Linked DNA regions of Mus musculus: regions 1, 2, 3 and 4 are each linked to region 5. A link is a contact called in public HiChIP or PLAC-seq data. All regions are on one chromosome and are shown on one strand. Each heading gives the region's core, a stretch centred on a gene start, on an enhancer-like site or on the middle of the called end of the contact. The rest is flanking DNA. Distances are from core to core; before and after follow the strand shown.

Region 1 (3,347 bases), core at 734-3,233, 260 kb after region 5:
AAACATTAAGAGCCTGTTCATAGTATATTTGATTGCTTACAAAGAAGACGTGAAAAATTATTCAGGTTCATTGTCTGAGCCCTGGTGGGGCAGGCAGTAAGCCGAACAATGTAACACAGATGTCGCAATTTTATAGGCATGTTGAAACACAAGTACACACAACCTGTAATCCAAAGCATATAAAATGGTAAGTGATAAATGAATGGAAGAAGTAATAGAATATGCCATAGGAAGAGAAATAAATCGTGAAACTAGTAATAGTAACCATTCTTTATTGAGCATTTGCCATGTTTGTTTTAACTGTGAGTCTCTATTATTATTATTATTATTATTATTATTATTGATACAGGGTTTCTCTGTGCAGCTCTGGCTGTCCTGGAACTCACTCTGTAGACCAGGCTGGCCTCAAACTCACAGAGATCTGCTTGCCTCTGCCTCCAGAGTGGTGGAATTAAAGGTGTCTACCGCCATCTGACTGAGTCTCCAATTTTAAGCTATTACAGTATAAGACTGTGACCTACCTGGGTCCTTCCTCTGTGTGGGCACTGTGATGCTGCTGGCCCAGCACTTTGTCCCCAGAACTCTTCATGTGTGTTACAGCAGTGGAGGCAGTTTATCTGGAGTCCTTGGGGTAGGCAGTTCCAGCTTGGAGGCCGTGTATCAGTGGGAAGTGTTTTCAGTACTTTCTCACATGCAAAGATGATTAAAACATGTATCCTCTCCTCAAGAAACTCATAGACAAATACATGAAAGGTGAGCCAACAGAATAAACTACTACCTAGATAAGTTTTACTCTGCTGCTTCCTGAGCACAGAAGCAAAGGTGTGTCTTCATCTATGTTTGGAAACAGAGCCAACATCTGGCCACAGCAGCTCCACCTACATCTTGAAGAACTCTTAACTTCCCACAGTGACTTGTGTGGTGGGAAGTTGCCAGAGAAAAGAGGGAGGGAAGAAAAGCTGGGTTATATCTCTTAAGTATGAAGTGGCCCTTGATAGGGAATTCCATGTCGCAGTTCAGGTGTAAGAACCATCCAACCCCAACCGACTTGGAGACAAAGGGACTTGTGGAGCCTGTTAGTAATGTGGGCAACTAGAGAGGCTCTTAAGCTGAGCATGGTAGCACACACTTTGGAAGCAGAGGCAGGTGGGTGGAGCTCTGTGAGTTCCAGGCCAGCTTGGTTTACAAAGCAAGTTCCAGGACAGCCAGGGTTACAGGCTAGGTGAGCCCCTATCCTCACCCAACTAGATGGAGGGTGAAGAAATCCTTTGCTCTTCAGTGTCATCTGTGGCCACTAAGAGGAGGTCCTAACAGGGCAGAGGCAGTGAGAACCCTGATGTTCTGGGGTACATGCAAAGTGACACATTTGGGGATTACGTAGGAAAGGCTCTTGTAGGAGTGGGTCAGGAGGAGAGACTTGAGAATCATGGAGATATTCTGAGAGTATTTAAAATAGTGCTGAATCCCTGAATCTACTATGGAGGGCTTGCAGCAGATGCAGATGCAGATGCAGAGGCATACCATCTTCTGACTTCTCCAGTAACCAGGCAGGCAGTGGTGGAAGCAGAAGCGTGGGCTCTGACCACGGGCTGGTCTGATCCTGCAGGCTCTCCTGGACTGAGGTGACCGGCTAACAGATTAGTGTCTTCCCACCACACCAGCCAGTGTTGGCAGCAGGACGACTATGAACATTTGGGGGGAGAAACAAGCATTTGTTTTGGAGTATTTTTCCACTGCTTTCCAGTGGCCTCGGAGTGGATGCGGGGTTTGTATGCACACGTGTGTTGCGGTCACAGGACTGCTTCCTGGACTGCAAGGCTCAGGAGCTCAGTGGCAGCTCCGGGCATGAGAAGCAGCCAGGCTGGACTAGGGAGCCTCTGGTGGGAGGGGAGGTGCCATTGTGACCTACCCAGGTCCCTCCCCTCCGCGGGCACTGTGATGCTGCAGGGCAACTGCTGGCCCAGCATGTCTGTCTCAGGCCCCCTCCCTCGCAGTGTGTCACAACCGCGGAGGCGGCCGTATCTGGAGCAGTTGGGGTGGGCAGGCCCAGCTGGGAGGCGAGCGGGCGAAGAGAGCGGCCACGATGGTGAGACTTCCCCGCCCGGGCTGGCCCCGGACGCGCGCAGGTGCCGGGGAGAGAGCTGCGGGGCCACGGGGTAGCTGTGGGGTGGCTTTGGATCTACTGGGCTCCAAGTCTCCTGGAGGGTCTGTGGGTCAGTTCAGGGTCAAGGGTCTTGTTTCCCAGGGGTGAGAATATTTTGTAGAGAATGTAGAGAGCAGGGGCTATTGGATCCTTAAAGGGACCTAAGACCGATCTGCGCTCGCTAAAGAGAGGAGGGCGAACCTGGAGAGCTCGGTGGAGAGATACGTTAGAATCTGGGGGAGTAGCCACTCGTGGACCAGAGTGAGAAGAAATGGGATGCCGAGGGATTCTGGACAGGTGGTCTGGACCTGGGTGGCCTGGGGGAGTAGTCTCCAAACCTAATCAAAAGTGGCACGTTCCCGGGGTCATTCTCCACCCTCATCACCCGGCCATCGGCTATCGGCTTGGGTTTAGGGCAACTTCAATTCGAGCTGGGTGTTATGGACCCAAGACGTTTCCCAGGTGCCTGTCACCAGTGCTGGCTCCTCGGCCATCGGCTTGGGTTTGGGGCACCCTCAGTTTCAGCTGGGTCCAAACCAGCTTCGCAAGCGCCTGGCGCTGGAGCAGGCTCCTCACCTTTCCCGGCGGTCAAAGTCAAAAAGACTTTGGGACTCAGAAGTTTGGGACCCAGATACCAGGGGACCTAAGCCGTTTCATTTTATTTTCTATTCTGGCTTCCAGGCAGCAACTCTTCTTCATTAGTTGCTGTCTCCACTAGCGGCTGCTACCTTCACAGCCCCTCAGAGCGAGCTTTACAGCATCTCTGCCAAAGCCCCTGGGAAGCTCCCCTGCGGGGGACTAACGTTGGCCTCAATCATTGCTCTCCCGCCCCCCTCCCCCCACGCCAGGAAGCCCTGGTGTGTCCGCAGTGAAGTGGGACAGAAAGGTTAGAGTGGAGAGGGGTGGGCAGAATAAGAGTATCTCACAGGCCAAGGTCAGGTTCTCTGAGCCACTTGCTCTGGTGTCAGTGACAGAACAGCCAGGCCAGAACCTTCCTTCTCTCCTCCCCACCTCTTTTCTCCCTCCCCCATCCCCTCCGCCCTCCTTTTCCCCTCCTCCTGCCACCCCTCCTCCTCCCCTCTGGCTGTTCATTTGGGAGATTGCCCAAGACTTTCTGGCGCTGGCTCTCCTGTCAGCCCTACCTCTAAGCCTATCCTATCACTCGCCAAGCATGCTTCCAGACACACCTGGGATCTTGAAGAAT
Region 2 (3,509 bases), core at 555-3,054, 200 kb after region 5:
CTTCTCAGCTGTGGGGGATCCATTCTAAGTCTCAGTAGAGGATGTTCTACCAGGGGCTTAGGAAAAGACCAAAATCTACAATTTGAAGAGTGGCTCTGCCAGTGGCGTATCGGTCCCACGTGACTTTTGTAAAGTTAAAACAAACAAACAAACAAAACCACAAATAGAACCATGCTAAGTGAGGAACGTCGGTGTCCCATGCACACATGCAATACAGCAGGGCTGCGAGGTACAGACCCATGACTCATATCCTAGGAGGGACAGAGGGGGCCTGTGTGAGATCTCATGCTACTCAGAATAGCCAGCAATTTAAAAATGTAGAAATTATTTATTTCTGGAATCTTCCATTTAGTAATTTCCAACCATAGGTAATTGGAATCGTGGGAGGTCTGCTGGTAGGAAGTGCACTGTAAACAACCCCAGGACCCTTGTGTTCCTCTTAAGTCTTGAAGAGCTCTGCTCTACATTCTCTCCATGTCACTCTCATCATGCATTTACTGATGGGCCAGAACCCTGCTCCATTCACTGCCATGCACCTCTGTCTTCTCTTCCTCGGACCAATGCCCCATCCAGGTAATCCAGGCTCTATTCTTGCACCCTGGGAAAAGCAGCCTGGGGGTGGGAATCTCCTCTTCCTCCTCCTCCACTTCTTCCTTCTCCTTCCTCTCCTCCTTCTCCTTCTCCTCCTCTTCTTCTCGTTCTCCTTCTTCCTCTTCTTCTCCTTCTTTCTCTTCTCTTCATCTCTTCCTCCTCCTCCTCCTCCTCCTCCTCTCCCTTTCGTCTTCTAAGACACTATCTGGCCCCATCTGATCTTGAACTTGCAGTTTTCGTACCTGATCTTCTGAAATGCTGCAATTACAGGCATTCTTTACCACACCCAACTCCCATGTTTCTAAAGCAGATCTTGCATCATCGAAGTCTTCCCCTAAAAACATCCAACAAAATCTTTCCCATGGCCCACAAGGCCCTCTAAAACCCGCCCTTCCTGTTTGCGGCTGCCTCTCTGCCCTCTCTATCCCCTGTGCTATTATGGCCTTACCTGTCTCCCTGATCTCACCTGTGCATCTTCATCTTTCAGGTGTTGGACTTAATGACACCTGCTCAGACAGTTCGCCCAAACTTCTGAGCTAAAGGAGCCCCGGTCGCTTATCTCTACTTAATTCTCTGTGTAGTACTTATCAGTACACAACTATGTCATACAGTCATTATGTGTCATCCGCCTCCAACAACAGCCGGGCCCCACACTTTGAACTCTTGAATGTAAGCAGGGTTCTGCCTACTGGCAGTGTCTAGTGCTTTCACTTGGCACATGGCAGGCACTGAATATTTGTGGGTGCTTCCTGACTCTTGGACTATGGTAGATACCCTTGGAGGATGTTGTAGAGAATGTGAGACCTTGCCCCTCCCATAGGTCTTCGTCCAGCCCATGGCCTTCTGCCTCTTCCTGTTTTTGTCCCCATTTCCTAATATGAGATGCTAGCCAGGTGGGTTGTTGGAGCAAGGAGTAGGTGGGAAGAGTGGGAGCCAACATGTCCACAAAAACACAGGCCAGAGTCCAGATTGATGGTATTGAGCCTTGAAGACTTCAGCTGCATCTAATTTAACCTGGGCCGACTCCCTGGAACCTTGTGGGCTAGTAGTCTGATTTCTGCTCTTTTCCAAGCCTCAATTAAGGGAGCAACAAAAGCTCCCTGTTACAAGCCACGAGTGGTGATCTCATCAGCTAAAACAAATATTTTCTTTCTGGTTATATTTATAGAAGTCTCTCTTGTTTCCTTGCATGACCCTGGCCGACATCATTTCTTTACCTTCTTATCTGTGACCGCGTGTGGGGGAGGCAGCTTTATAGCTACACCCCCTGGCTGTGCTGGCTTTCCAACTCTCCTGTTTTGCTTAGCGTTCATTTGTAGGGCTCTTGTCAAGTCAAACAGTCTCTAATCTCCAGTAACCAAGGCAGTAACTAGTACTATTCTTTTTTTTTTTAAAGACACATTGGATCCAGCCCGGAATTTTGATTTTTCTCAGCGACACCTCTGCCCTCCCTTGGTGCGGAATTTGGTATTTTTCTTTTCTTTCTACCAGTCAAATGCTTTTGGATTTGAGGCCTTCCTCAGTACCACCATTGAGTGGAAAGCACACACCATTCCCATGATCCCTTAGACTCATACCTGACTTCCTCCCACTGTGTCGGCTCCTTCCATCCATGAATGTCTCTCAAGCATTCAGAAAAAGGTGCTGTGGTCACAGAAGGAGACACTAAAAACTCACTCCTTGCACAGAAAGAAGCCAGCTACGGTGCCTTTTGGCCTTTAGTTCTGATGTTTCCCTCTTCGTCGTGGCTAAACTCATGGCTAAGCGTGGCCTAAACTCTGCAAGAGTTTACAGAGATCAAGGGATATCTGTCCACTAATAAGCCCAGTAACATCTTCAGATAGGAAGGGAAGAGGCGCTGGCTGGGACTGTAGGTTGGAACAAGCAGAGGAAGCTGCTGCTGCTTATTGGAAAACTTGGATCCACGCATCACAGTTTTAAAATCAAAGATTTAGACACGATGTCTGCCAAAAGGTCTTTTATTATTCATTGGAGACGTATGAGACTTCCTCAGAGGTGTGCTTTAGAAGCAGAAATGTCAACATCCCTTGGAATAGTTTGGCGATTTTATGGCAAACGAGAACAGTTTTGAGGTCTGGGAAGTTCTAGGAAAGTCAGAACTCGTGATTTACACAGGCTTTGTCCGAGTCTCTGCAGTCAGAGCTTCAGGCTTCAGCCATCTTCACCTTTCCAAAAGGTAGCTGTCAACCCTCACTGATCCAGATGGAGACGGAAGCAGGTGTAGGTGGGTGTGTGAGGGGAGGAAGGGCTCTTGTGGGGCTCTCTGGTGTTCAGCAGCCTACGACCCTAGGGCACCAGCTCTGTGGATGGGCCATGACGCGCTGGGATTTGTTGAGATGGGTTCTTGGGGCAAGCTTTAAGACCATGAAGTCACTTCCCTCTACTCTTGATTTTTGAACCAGAATCTTCCTGGTGCTGATCCACATCCAACTTTGGCTTTAAAGGTATGAAAAGAGATTGGGAACGATTGGATACAGTTTGTGAATAAGCAACAGCAACATGTGACCGAATACTTGGAAATCGATCTTTTTCAGAATGTGCTTAGGGTGGTCTTACGGTGTGAGAGAGGACGGATGGGGAATGGTGAGAAATGCTTCTTTTTCTCTGCACTTTTGGATGTGGGCGGGAGATACGTGATATTAATGCTTAAAAAAAAAACTCTACTGAGAGGCAAATACGAAGCAGACTGGGTTGGGTTTGTAATTCCAGAGATGTAGGGTGTTTTAGCTGGTGTTTCATTGCTCTGAAGAGACCAAGGCAACTTTTATAAAGAACAACATTTAATTGGGGCTGGCTTACAGGTTCAGAGGCTCAATCCATTAACATCAAGGCCAGGAGCATGGCAGTGTGCAGGCAGGCATGGTGCAGGAGGAGCTAAGAGTTCTACCTCTCCATCT
Region 3 (3,457 bases), core at 150-2,649, 180 kb after region 5:
TCGGCTCCTGCATGCTTTCTTCCACACAGCGGCTAGTCGCGCATCACAAAAACAATATACCCCGCCCTCCAGCAGCAGCGTACGGAGTTCACCTGTATACGTCATCCTGATTAGAATGGTGGCGGGCAACCTCGGTGCTTTAGAATCACTTGGGAAGACCCCAGTAGCTAGGGCGGACTACTGCAGGGGCCAGCAGTGCAGCCGTCCCTTTATCGCTCATTCCATCTAGGTCTCTCCCCCTTTTCTCCTGTCTTTCCAACGCGATACATTCTAAACACTTCGTCCTAGTGCCATGGCTAGGCAAGAATAGATTGGGGGTGGGAGGTGGGAGAGGAGGGGTTGACGGGGGTGGGGGTGGGGGGGGGAGAGGACCTGACGAATATACAGAAAGTACTTTGCCCTGGAAACATGCTCCCTCGGTTCTGAAACAAACGCAGTGCTCCGAAAGTCTCTTTTCGCCCTTCCATTGACTTCCAGAGGGGAACCAACATAACCATCCCTTTGTTAACGCTCGACAGAGGCTGACTTGCGCCGAGTCCTCCGCAGCCAGGGGCACGTGCATGCCTGTGCTTGTGGGGATGGCATCTCTGGCCTGTTTACCCGGTTGTGGAGGCGAGCGCCGGCGCCCTCTACTGGACCGAAATGAATGTCCCTCCGAGTGTAACAATTGTCGCCTGTGGATGAGCTAATGGATTCACATTGAGCTTGCAGGAAGGACACGGTGTCGTGAGGATCCCCGGGCAGTCCTCCGACTGGCATACCACTGGCTTGCCTAGGGATGTTATTTCTTTGGTGGGGGTTGTGGGGGGGTGTTAAAGAATAAAGAAAATTGGACGGTATTGGCTAAGAAACTGAGCGCTGTGTTTCTCAGTCTTTGGGGCGTGTGCTTATGGTGCACGGTATCCGCTGATGGGGCGTTGTGCGGTAAAGGAGACAAGGATACCCGGGTGTAGCTCCCACTGCTTAAGAGAGCCATGCGTTTAAAGGCAGACAGAATTGTTCCAAGAATCCCACATATGTCAGAAAGGCAAAGCAAGGCATAAACAATTGAAAGATGTGATAAATATTTTTAAAGGCGTCAATCAAGACACAGAACCTTTTTCTTTAAGGGGTTTGCTCACCCAAGGGGAGATTTGGTGGTACTTACGGACTTGGGGCTTCACACCCGCATCTTCCTCGCCGGTGAGAGCTTGCCTCCCCAGATTGGCTGGTCCTCAGGACACAGGTGCTGCTGTTGTGGCTGCATGCATCCTGAGTGTGGTGACTCCACCTTCCAGCTAGAATCCCATCAAAGGTTCTCACTCAGAAGCCCCGAGGCACACTTCTTTCATCGGAGCAGCGAAGAAGGAACGAAGAACCCGGGGTCTGCCTCTGTCTGTCCTCCCTCACCGCTGCATCTCAGCTAGGGCTGCAGAAAGTGCCGTAGCAGAGCTGTCTAGGGCTCCTCGCGGTTGCCACGGTAACCAGGAGCAGGCGCCTACCCTGGTGGCTGGGGAAGGCTGTGGAGGAAAGGTAACGGATAAGCGATGATGCGTTGGCCTCTCTCCTGGGCATCGGTTGAGCCTCAAGTGACCCAAATGAAATGAAGTTCCAGCACAGATAAATCGTTCTTTCGACTCAAACCTAAATCCAAACCCGAACTACCCCTGCTATCCTTTTTCTCCTCTTTTCCCTCCCCAGTCAACACACACAGGAACATCATAAGGATTAGAAATTCCAGCACTATCCCAGGCGCCCTGCCCCAGAGGATCCCGCTGCACACAGAACAGAATGTTTGCTAGGCTTGCTCTTGAAAACAGAACTCCCAGCGGGTGCCAGCCGCGGGCGAGCTCCGGGGAGCTAGAGAAGGGACCAAGCAAAGGATGCTAATGGGAGGGTCATTTAACCTCTTTGAGCCCTAGGATCAAAGATACAAAGTTGTCTTAGAAAATGCTTATCAAATTAAGTTGTTCTTGTTACAATGTTAATTTTGATCGTGAACGCAGGCTTTGATCCCCAAAGACTCAATCCAAAGGCCATAATCCTAAGTGATAAAATATCTCTAAATTCTAAACCCTGAAAGATTAACACCTTAACAATATAATTATTCTGGAAAACAATTTTATTTCTTTTTATTCTTTCCTTTTTAAAAGGCAAGAGTCTCATTAAATATGGAAGGCTGGCTTTGAACTGTATATTAATAGTTAAGGGTGACTTTGAACTCCTGACCCTCAAACAAACAAAAACAACACTAAAATACTAGAGAGAAAAATTTTTTCAGTGAAGAACTGGGGAAGCAACTCAGGACATGGGGTTCTTATTCACTATGTAAGAGTTCTGTATCCAACAATGAGGGAAACAGAAAAGCAAAAACAAAAAGTTAAAAAGAAATTGGACAAAAAAAAAAGTGTACTTCAAGAACAGATTAAGCCAGATGTAATGGTGCACACCTTTAATCCCAGCACTTGGGAGACAGAAGCAGGTGTATCTCTGTGAGTTTGAGGCCAGCCTGGTCTACAGAGTGAGTTCTATGACAGTTGGAGCTTAATAGTGAGACACTGTCTCCAAACGAAACAAAATAAAAGGAAACAGAAGGTTAAAGGACTGAAGCAAAGGCTCAGTGGTTAAGAGCATTGACTGCTCTTCCAAAAATCTAGGCTTGATCCCTAGCACCTACACGGTAGTTAACCACCATCTGTAACGCCAGCTCCAGGGGTTCCAATACCCTCTTCTAGACGTCATGGACAATGGCATGTACCTAGTGCACAGATATGCATGCAGGAGAAACACTCATATATACATACACACATGAGAGAGAGAGAGAGAGAGAGAGAGAGAGAGAGAGAGATTCAAGGGGGCAATGAGGACTCAGCAAAGAAAGGTACTTACTGCTCAGACTGACAACCTGATTTTGGTTTCTAGAACCCACATGGTAGGAGAGAATGGAACCCCAAGTTCCATTAGGAGGTCAGAGTACTCCTAATACTCCCCCACAAAATAAATAAAATTAATGAATTAAACATAGATCAAAAGCGGTAGTCCACAAAAGCTGGCTAACTTCCATGATCATTAACTATAAGATCCTGCATCGTGGTGATGCTTAGAGATCTCCTGGGATAACCCAGCCCCATCCATTTTCCATCCAGCATGGCTCTTTTGAAAATTCCTCTATGATTTTATACACACCGACAAGAGCATTCCCTATTAAATGCTCCCATCTCCCAGGCCTGCTTCTGGGCTGTTTTGGGCATATGGCACCTGTTCCACACGTTCTCATATACAGACCACAGGCTGGCAGAAACAAACCTGGTGAGTGAGCGGTAATAGTATTGCCTACGTGGCTTCCTGCCTTACTGTGCCTGTAATTATTTTCCAACCAGTTAGAAGCTTGGCTGGCTTCTTCAGGCTAATGCAGCTTTTAATTCATTAAAAGCTCCTGGAATTCCATCAGCTGGATGGAATGCCAATGTAGATAAAT
Region 4 (3,325 bases), core at 801-3,300, 150 kb after region 5:
CAGTCCTGCCCCAGCTGCATGTGGTGGGAAATCACCTCAGTACAGAAGCAGAAGGTTGACAGGGGTGGGGGCTTTACTGAGACAGCTTTTGAGAGGCCATTACCCACACTGAAATGGAACTATATAGTGATGCCACTGTTTTGAGATGACCCATATTCCTATAGTAAACCCAGTGTACTCCCAAGACGACACAGAGAGCTTTCTTGAGTGGGTCGTTGCCTCTCTATCTGGAGACAGTCAGAGTCTGTCAGACAGTGTCACAAAGACAGAGTGGAGGAGCTGCACCAGAGAGCACCCAGCTCCCAGAAATGAGAATGCTCCCTTCAGAAAGTGACTCCTTCCACAACAATCTTGCTCTCCCATCTCTCCCCCTTTACCTGACTTTCAACATGATTTCCACGCTGTTACTCAGGGCGAATCCCACCTCCATAAACTGTCTATAGAGTGCGATGAGGCAAACCCAGGCCCTGGGGACAGACGGGCTCCGTGTGCTTGCTCATGGCTGCTCTCATCTTTTAGAAAGCTCTTCTCAGCTGGCCACTAGCCTGCCTTTCAAGGCTCTGGGAAGAACTCCTGGCTCCCTTTCCTCAGCTCCTATGGCACCTACATTTACACTCGCTCATCACGGCTCTTGCTCTTACCACACTGCAAGGGAGTCATCTATTTGTGTGTCTGTCTCCCTGGCTACACCAAGATTCCACAGGGAGAGAAACGCATCTTACTCACCTCCAAGCACCCAGGCAGAGCCTACCACAGTGGTTCAGACTCACTGGTACTGAGCTCAGCAACCAGCGAGGAGGGCTGCCCCCCTCACTGCCTATAATGTCCTGGGCTCGCTCTCAACTCTAAGCCACTGCTTTGCATCGCATACCCTCTTCTCTGTGTCGCCCATACATTCTTGGCAATGTGGCCTTACGCTGGAGCCTGGTCAACCTACCAGAGGCAACACTCTTAACTGTCCTTCTTCCCAGGAGCTATCACATCCAATGGCTCCTGAGCTAGGGGTGGGATTTCACATCCACCTCCCCTTGCTATGCCGGGACTTGGTCTGGCTTGAGCTCCCATGGAGCGTGTGCGTGTGCGCGTGCTGTCACAGCTGCTGTGGGTCTGGAAGGGCTGCTGCCCTGCTGTGTCTGCAGGACAGTATTCCTTGTATTTGTTCACAGCCTCTCTGGCTCTTACACTCTTTCTGCCCCTTCTCCAGCAATGATCCCTGAGCCCTGGGAGAAGATGGTGCAGTACAGATGTTCTTGATGGGAGATGGGGGTGGGGGGTCATGGTTGGGTGGAAAGGGAAGGGGATAGGGATATGGGAAGAGTTGAGGTGGGGTGATTATGGTCAAAACAGTGTGCAAAATTCTCAAAAAAAAAGTATGAAAAAAAGCTGAAATTACTAAGTGAGCAAACACTTCTATAAAGAAGACTGAAGGTTTAAAAGGGAGGTGGGTACTCTCTTCTCACCTAAATACTCCTCTCAATGACCTAGGATGCATAGGAATCACACCTTTGTAGGCTAGGGGTCAGTGTAGACCAGGTTCAAGGCGGAGGCATCTCTCTTTTATGTCCTGAGTGTCCTAAGGTGGATGCTGGTTATTTCTACGTCCTCACCTGTGAAGTTCAAATGACGCAGAACTGACCATGCCTGTAAACTCTAAACCAACACCGGGCCCAAGCTGGCTCTCCTCGAGTTAGAGCTGTTTTGTCTTTGTTTTCCCAATCAATGGCCCATACCATTTTTGTATTTACACACACACACACACACACACACACACACACTCATACACACACACATACACACACTCCCAGATATACACATACTCACACACACTCAACTCACACACACTTACAGACACATACACACATACATACACACTCACACACAAACACGGACACACAACCCAGTACAGTGACGAGGCCAAGCGGTGCCATCCATAAGTTAATGAATATATCATTTCAGGAAGTTTAAAAGATTACTAGTAGGACAGAGAATGCTGAGTCACAGGAACAAGGCAGACAGTAATCAGACAGCAAGCAGGAGTGAGAGGCAATTAGCAGGAGCAGGTGGTAGTCAACCTTGGACGGGACAGCCAGGGATGGCCCAAGGACAGCCATAGATGGCCCAGGGACAGGTGAGCTCCTCCTTGCTCAAGCACGTTTCTTATTCAAGATTCTGCACACAAACCCATTCCTGGCTCACTGCACAGCCTGAACCCACACATGCTGTTCCCGAACCGAGAGGAAACCCACAGCCCCAGGCCTACACTCCAAGTTTCAAAGGCACAGGCAAGAAGACCACTGTGTGCTTGCCACGTACCTGGTGGGATTGTGTCTGCCTGTAACCTCGAAGCAGGACTCTCAGGCACCTTCCTGCCCCAATGATCCTGACAAGGAAACCGAGTCCAGGGAGGCTACAGAACACACATGAGGTCACATGCTCCAGTCTGATTCCAGAAGGCACGCTCTTTACCACCACGTAAGCTGGCACCTCTACTCCTGAGTTAGAACCACTATGCATCAGCTGAGAGTCCTCAGGCAGGTCACCTAGCTTCTTCAGGCCCTTCTTCCCAACCCATTCAGTGGACATCACACGGCTATGTATAGTTAGTGTAAGGAGAAAAAAAGATCATAACATAAACACTTCTAAGTAGACACCAGGAGATGGGTTCCCTTTCCAACCCACAGCCTAACTTTTTTTTTCTTTTCAGCCAAATCCCTTGGTCTCCTTTACTGTGGGGGACCTATCTATGCCACTCTTGGTTGCCCTGCCTGCTGCATACATTCAAGTGTTTTAGAGACCACAAGAGCTTGCAAAATAGCCTGGGAAGAGAAAAGGCAGGCAACTGTGTGTGAGCACCATTGGAGAAGCCGGTACAGACAACTTCTGGTGTGCCAATGAATAGTGCATGAGCACAAGGCAGGCCAGCCAGCCCCTGCCAACACAGCATCCACCCTGACTGACAGTCCATGACAGCACCTAGCTCTGCCACACCAGCAAGGCAGGGAAGCTACAGAGGCCAAGTCCAGGGGCCTCTTTGTCTCTGAGGCTGCTTATAGGCATAGCATAAAGAAGTAAAAGCAAGCGAAAGTGACAGGCAAGTAGGAGAGGTGGCTCCCACTGTGATCCCAGGCCTCTGGGAGCTGAGTTCAAGGCCAGCCTAGCCACACAGCAAGACTCTGTTTCAAAAGCCATAACCAAAACAGAGATAGGCCATCATTTGTACCAACAGTGGAAGATCAGAATGCTTGAAAGTCACATACAAACAAAATGTCACCTTCCTAGAGAAAGAATTATGTCACAAAATTCCTTTATTGTGATAAAGTCCACT
Region 5 (3,083 bases), core at 457-2,956:
GACCCTGGAGCCCCTTGTGTCTGTTCCTTGTTGGATCCCAGTTTGTCGAAATGTGTGGTGACTTGGCCCTCCTCAGCCACGGCAGCCCCTTCCTTCCTCTCTGTTCCTGCCACTGAACACTTAGCATGGAATGGAAGACATGTCCTGACACTGGGCAAACCTGCTTTTTCAGAACTAGACCCAGTGAAGGGAACCAAACCAGCACAAATCACGGTTTTTTAGAGGAAGTACCAGTGTTTGGGCAACCATTGAAACCTCTCCAGTTCACACACTGACCAGAGTTGCTCAAAGCCTTGGCCGGTTTCCTTTGCTTTTGTGGTCTTCTCATGGGTCACATAAAGTGCCTAAAGGTCCCTGTGGATGCAGGCAATCGGAATCTGGTGGCACCCAGGACAGGAGGACGCTAAGGGTGGCACATTGGGGGACCTGCACAGGATACCACATGCATGCTGGCTGGGCACACACTTGCTGCTTTTAGCTCTGAGCACGGGCATCATGCCTGCTCAGTTCCTCTCCCCTGCATAGCCGACTGTGAGTTAAGTCGTCATGCAGAACGGGCCAGTTTAAAAAGGTAAAGTACAGATGTGGTCCCCAGGGTCCTACACTGACACACTTCAAGAGCCATGCCGACACCTGTCTGCAAGGGATCCACAGCAGCCCCTTATTAATGCACTCCCTGCTGCGACTGGTGCCAACCTGGCAGTGGCAGTGACAGGGAAGACAAGCATGACACACTCTGGGTCACCTGGGAAAGTAGGGTCAAGAGCATGGCTCGCTGGCAATGGAACTGTGTCAGGGCTACCAAGCAGGATAAGGGGGCTCGTAGAGGGCAGGACAGACCCTAGTGGGCCTCAGTGGTGAAGGAGTAGTTGGGCAGGCTGCTCATAAGAACCAGATGGAAGCAAAAGGAAGTTACTTCTTGTTGTCAGGGCTTTAGATGGCTAGGAAAACCTAGATTGGGCTGGAGAGATAAGCCTGTTCGTAAAATACATGTTTTGCAAGCATGAAGACTTGAGAGTGAGCTATAAACCCCGTATAAAAAGCCAGGCTTGGTGGGGTGTGCCTGTAATCTTACAGCTAGGGAGGAGGTGGAAACAGGTGGATCCTGACCCCCAAGATTTGCTGTCCAGACAGCCAGTCTAGCCTACATGGTGAACTCTTTATCATACATACATACATACATACATACATACATACATACATACATACATACAAACAAGTAGACAGACACATGAGGAGTGACACTCAAGGTTGTTCTTTTAGCTTCTCACATGCATGTTAAATGCATGTGCTTGCACACACATGAATAGAAACATATAACCCCTAAATAATTTGATTTTGTATAATAAACATTTGAGTAAAATCAAGGTTTTGGTTTTCATTGTGCACGTGTCGCTATGGAAACTAAACCCAGGCACTTGTTTTCTCAAGTGCTGACTCAGGCCTTGGGTCTGTGAAACAGGAAGAAGCCTGGCTTCCTCCTATACCACACTGTGGCCAGAGGCTTCCTTCTCCAGGCAAGCTAAAGCCCAGATTCCTAAAACAGCAAGCCCGTGGAGATCTTATGTGACAGGTGGACTCCACAGGGACAAGATGACTCCTTGTGGTCACAGGGAATGCTGAAGACAAGCAGGACCAGGGCAGTGGCAAATGTGGGCCCCTTGCTCCTGATTCTTCTAATTTTGAGGGGTTTCAAACCCAGCAACACTGAAGGATGAAGCCAGTGGTGCCAGAACACCCTTTACCTCGACTTCCAGATGGTACAGTACCATGTGAGCCTGAGGGCACAGTCTTTACATAGCACCTTCTTTCACTGAGTTGTTTAGAGGTCAGAGACCCAGTCTCTAGAAGCTCCAGCATGGATTTCCTCCTCCACAGGAGAGACACATCTTCCCAATAGTCACAGGAGTGTCACCTACTAGCAACCTGACATCCATTTGACGATGGCATTTAAAAAATACGTATTGTGCTTGCATTCACCACTAGATGTCACAGAGGTTGCAAACCATTCTCTACAGTTTTGTGGATGCATTGTCTTGGCCTGTCCCCCACTGAGGTTCCATGTTTGCTCCCCTCTCCCTCCTTTTGTTTTCTTGAGACAGGATCTTGCTTGTATATATCCCCAGAACTCACTAGGTAGCCCAGGCTGGCCCTGAACTTGTGCAATCCTGCCTCTGCCTCCAGACTGTTAGGGTCGCATGGAGTCACCACACCCAGTAGGTTCCATATTTTAATACCCTGTCCTGCCCTCGTTCAGTGAGATACAACGCCATCCTAAGAGGCATGTTTGCCACTGCCTCTGGTCCTCAGCATTCCCTATGTGACCACCAAGGAATGATCCTGTCCCCGTGGAATACACCCAGTACATAAGGCGTCCAGGCCCTTGCTGTTCTAGGAATCTGTGACTGGCTTGTTCACACTGCTAGGAAATAAGTTCCTCTGCTCTTCCTGGCTATGGTCACTGGGTGGTTATACCAGCATGATGGATCCTGCATAGCCAACTGGGAGCATCTGGCACTCCCCACTGTGGTAAGATGATTCATTACCTCATGGAGAAGCAGTGTGACCTGACCACAAAGGCACACAGAGATAGAAGATTTGACCACTGTGACTGACACAAACTGTCTTCACATGAGCACACTCACCATGGAAGCAAAGGGGACTTTGGGCCACACGATCCTTTACTCGGGCTCCTTCAGGCTTCCTAAGACAGTACCTGAGCCCAGTATAGGGATGGGCTTTGAACCTCATGTGCATGCACACACCCCACCTTTGTGCCAATGTCACTCACTGCCTGGAAGACCTCAGCAGGCACACCCAGTAGCAACACAGTGCACTGAGTCCCCATAAAGAGCACACAGTCCCAGTCCTACACTTGGAGTCCTGATGCAACAAACGAGGCCTGGGTGCAGGCGATGGAAGACGAGAGGTCTGTGGTTCTTGGTGACTAGGACAGCAGATAAAGAGCTATCATTATGCCCAGGGAGACGAGACAGATGAATGGAGAACAAGATAAGAATGAACTAATTTTTTCTAGTCTGTTGAGTTAAAAGAGGAACCGAGTCAGGCTGGAGGATGGGGCT

Evidence for each region. HiChIP or PLAC-seq counts read pairs in DNA pulled down with a chosen protein or histone mark.
Region 1: a contact with region 5 is called in an HNF4G HiChIP or PLAC-seq map of pancreatic cancer cells. The contact joins the promoter of Tuba8 here to the enhancer-like site in region 5. A contact is called at or near these places in 4 of 39 promoter capture datasets (the C10 cell line, the HPC-7 cell line, cranial neural crest and 1 more), 1 of 484 Hi-C or Micro-C datasets (bone marrow-derived macrophages), 3 of 115 datasets of contacts at active chromatin or transcription factors (embryonic stem cells, pancreatic cancer cells and stem cell-derived neural progenitor cells) and 5 of 9 other capture datasets (adipose tissue, embryonic stem cells, liver and 2 more).
Region 2: a FOXA1 HiChIP or PLAC-seq map of pancreatic cancer cells shows a contact between it and region 5. The contact joins two enhancer-like sites. A contact is called at or near these places in 2 of 484 Hi-C or Micro-C datasets (bone marrow-derived macrophages and embryonic fibroblasts), 6 of 115 datasets of contacts at active chromatin or transcription factors (acute myeloid leukemia, embryonic stem cells, extraembryonic endoderm stem cells and 2 more) and 3 of 9 other capture datasets (adipose tissue, liver and pancreatic islet).
Region 3: an HNF4G HiChIP or PLAC-seq map of pancreatic cancer cells shows a contact between it and region 5. The contact joins the promoter of Mical3 here to the enhancer-like site in region 5. A contact is called at or near these places in 1 of 39 promoter capture datasets (embryonic stem cells), 1 of 15 datasets of contacts at CTCF or cohesin (large pre-B cells), 29 of 484 Hi-C or Micro-C datasets (B cells, the CH12 cell line, the G1E-ER4 cell line and 21 more), 20 of 115 datasets of contacts at active chromatin or transcription factors (acute myeloid leukemia, bone marrow-derived macrophages, craniofacial prominence and 13 more) and 4 of 9 other capture datasets (adipose tissue, embryonic stem cells, liver and 1 more).
Region 4: an HNF4G HiChIP or PLAC-seq map of pancreatic cancer cells shows a contact between it and region 5. The contact joins two enhancer-like sites. A contact is called at or near these places in 4 of 484 Hi-C or Micro-C datasets (the AML12 cell line, bone marrow-derived macrophages and embryonic stem cells), 20 of 115 datasets of contacts at active chromatin or transcription factors (T-cell acute lymphoblastic leukemia, acute myeloid leukemia, bone marrow-derived dendritic cells and 11 more) and 3 of 9 other capture datasets (adipose tissue, liver and pancreatic islet).

Annotation. Positions count from the first base shown.
Region 1 is chr6:121,208,751-121,212,097 of GRCm38.p6, forward strand. Tuba8 (tubulin, alpha 8) reads left to right here and starts at 1,984. Exons shown (of 5, transcript NM_017379.2): 1 at 1,984-2,086. The coding sequence starts at 2,084.
Region 2 is chr6:121,158,602-121,162,110 of GRCm38.p6, forward strand. It overlaps a transcript of Mical3 not described here. Among named protein-coding and RNA genes, the nearest start is that of Gm30842, 23 kb to the left of the region's middle. Within about 2 kb of position 1,805, at least 37 of the 459 cell types and tissues checked have an H3K27ac peak or open chromatin away from gene starts, as enhancers often do. A contact at or near this core is called in pancreatic cancer cells, where this site is marked.
Region 3 is chr6:121,129,623-121,133,079 of GRCm38.p6, forward strand. Mical3 (microtubule associated monooxygenase, calponin and LIM domain containing 3) reads right to left here and starts at 1,400. Exons shown (of 32, transcript NM_001270475.1): 1 at 1,148-1,400.
Region 4 is chr6:121,099,376-121,102,700 of GRCm38.p6, forward strand. All of the region lies in intron 1 of Mical3 (microtubule associated monooxygenase, calponin and LIM domain containing 3), which reads right to left. Among named protein-coding and RNA genes, the nearest start is that of Mical3, 30 kb to the right of the region's middle. Within about 2 kb of position 2,051, at least 40 of the 459 cell types and tissues checked have an H3K27ac peak or open chromatin away from gene starts, as enhancers often do. A contact at or near this core is called in bone marrow-derived macrophages and pancreatic cancer cells, where this site is marked.
Region 5 is chr6:120,953,920-120,957,002 of GRCm38.p6, forward strand. The region is part of intron 27 of Mical3 (microtubule associated monooxygenase, calponin and LIM domain containing 3); the gene reads right to left. Among named protein-coding and RNA genes, the nearest start is that of Gm43915, 3.4 kb to the right of the region's middle. Within about 2 kb of position 1,707, at least 77 of the 459 cell types and tissues checked have an H3K27ac peak or open chromatin away from gene starts, as enhancers often do. A contact at or near this core is called in B cells, the CH12 cell line, the G1E-ER4 cell line and 7 more, where this site is marked.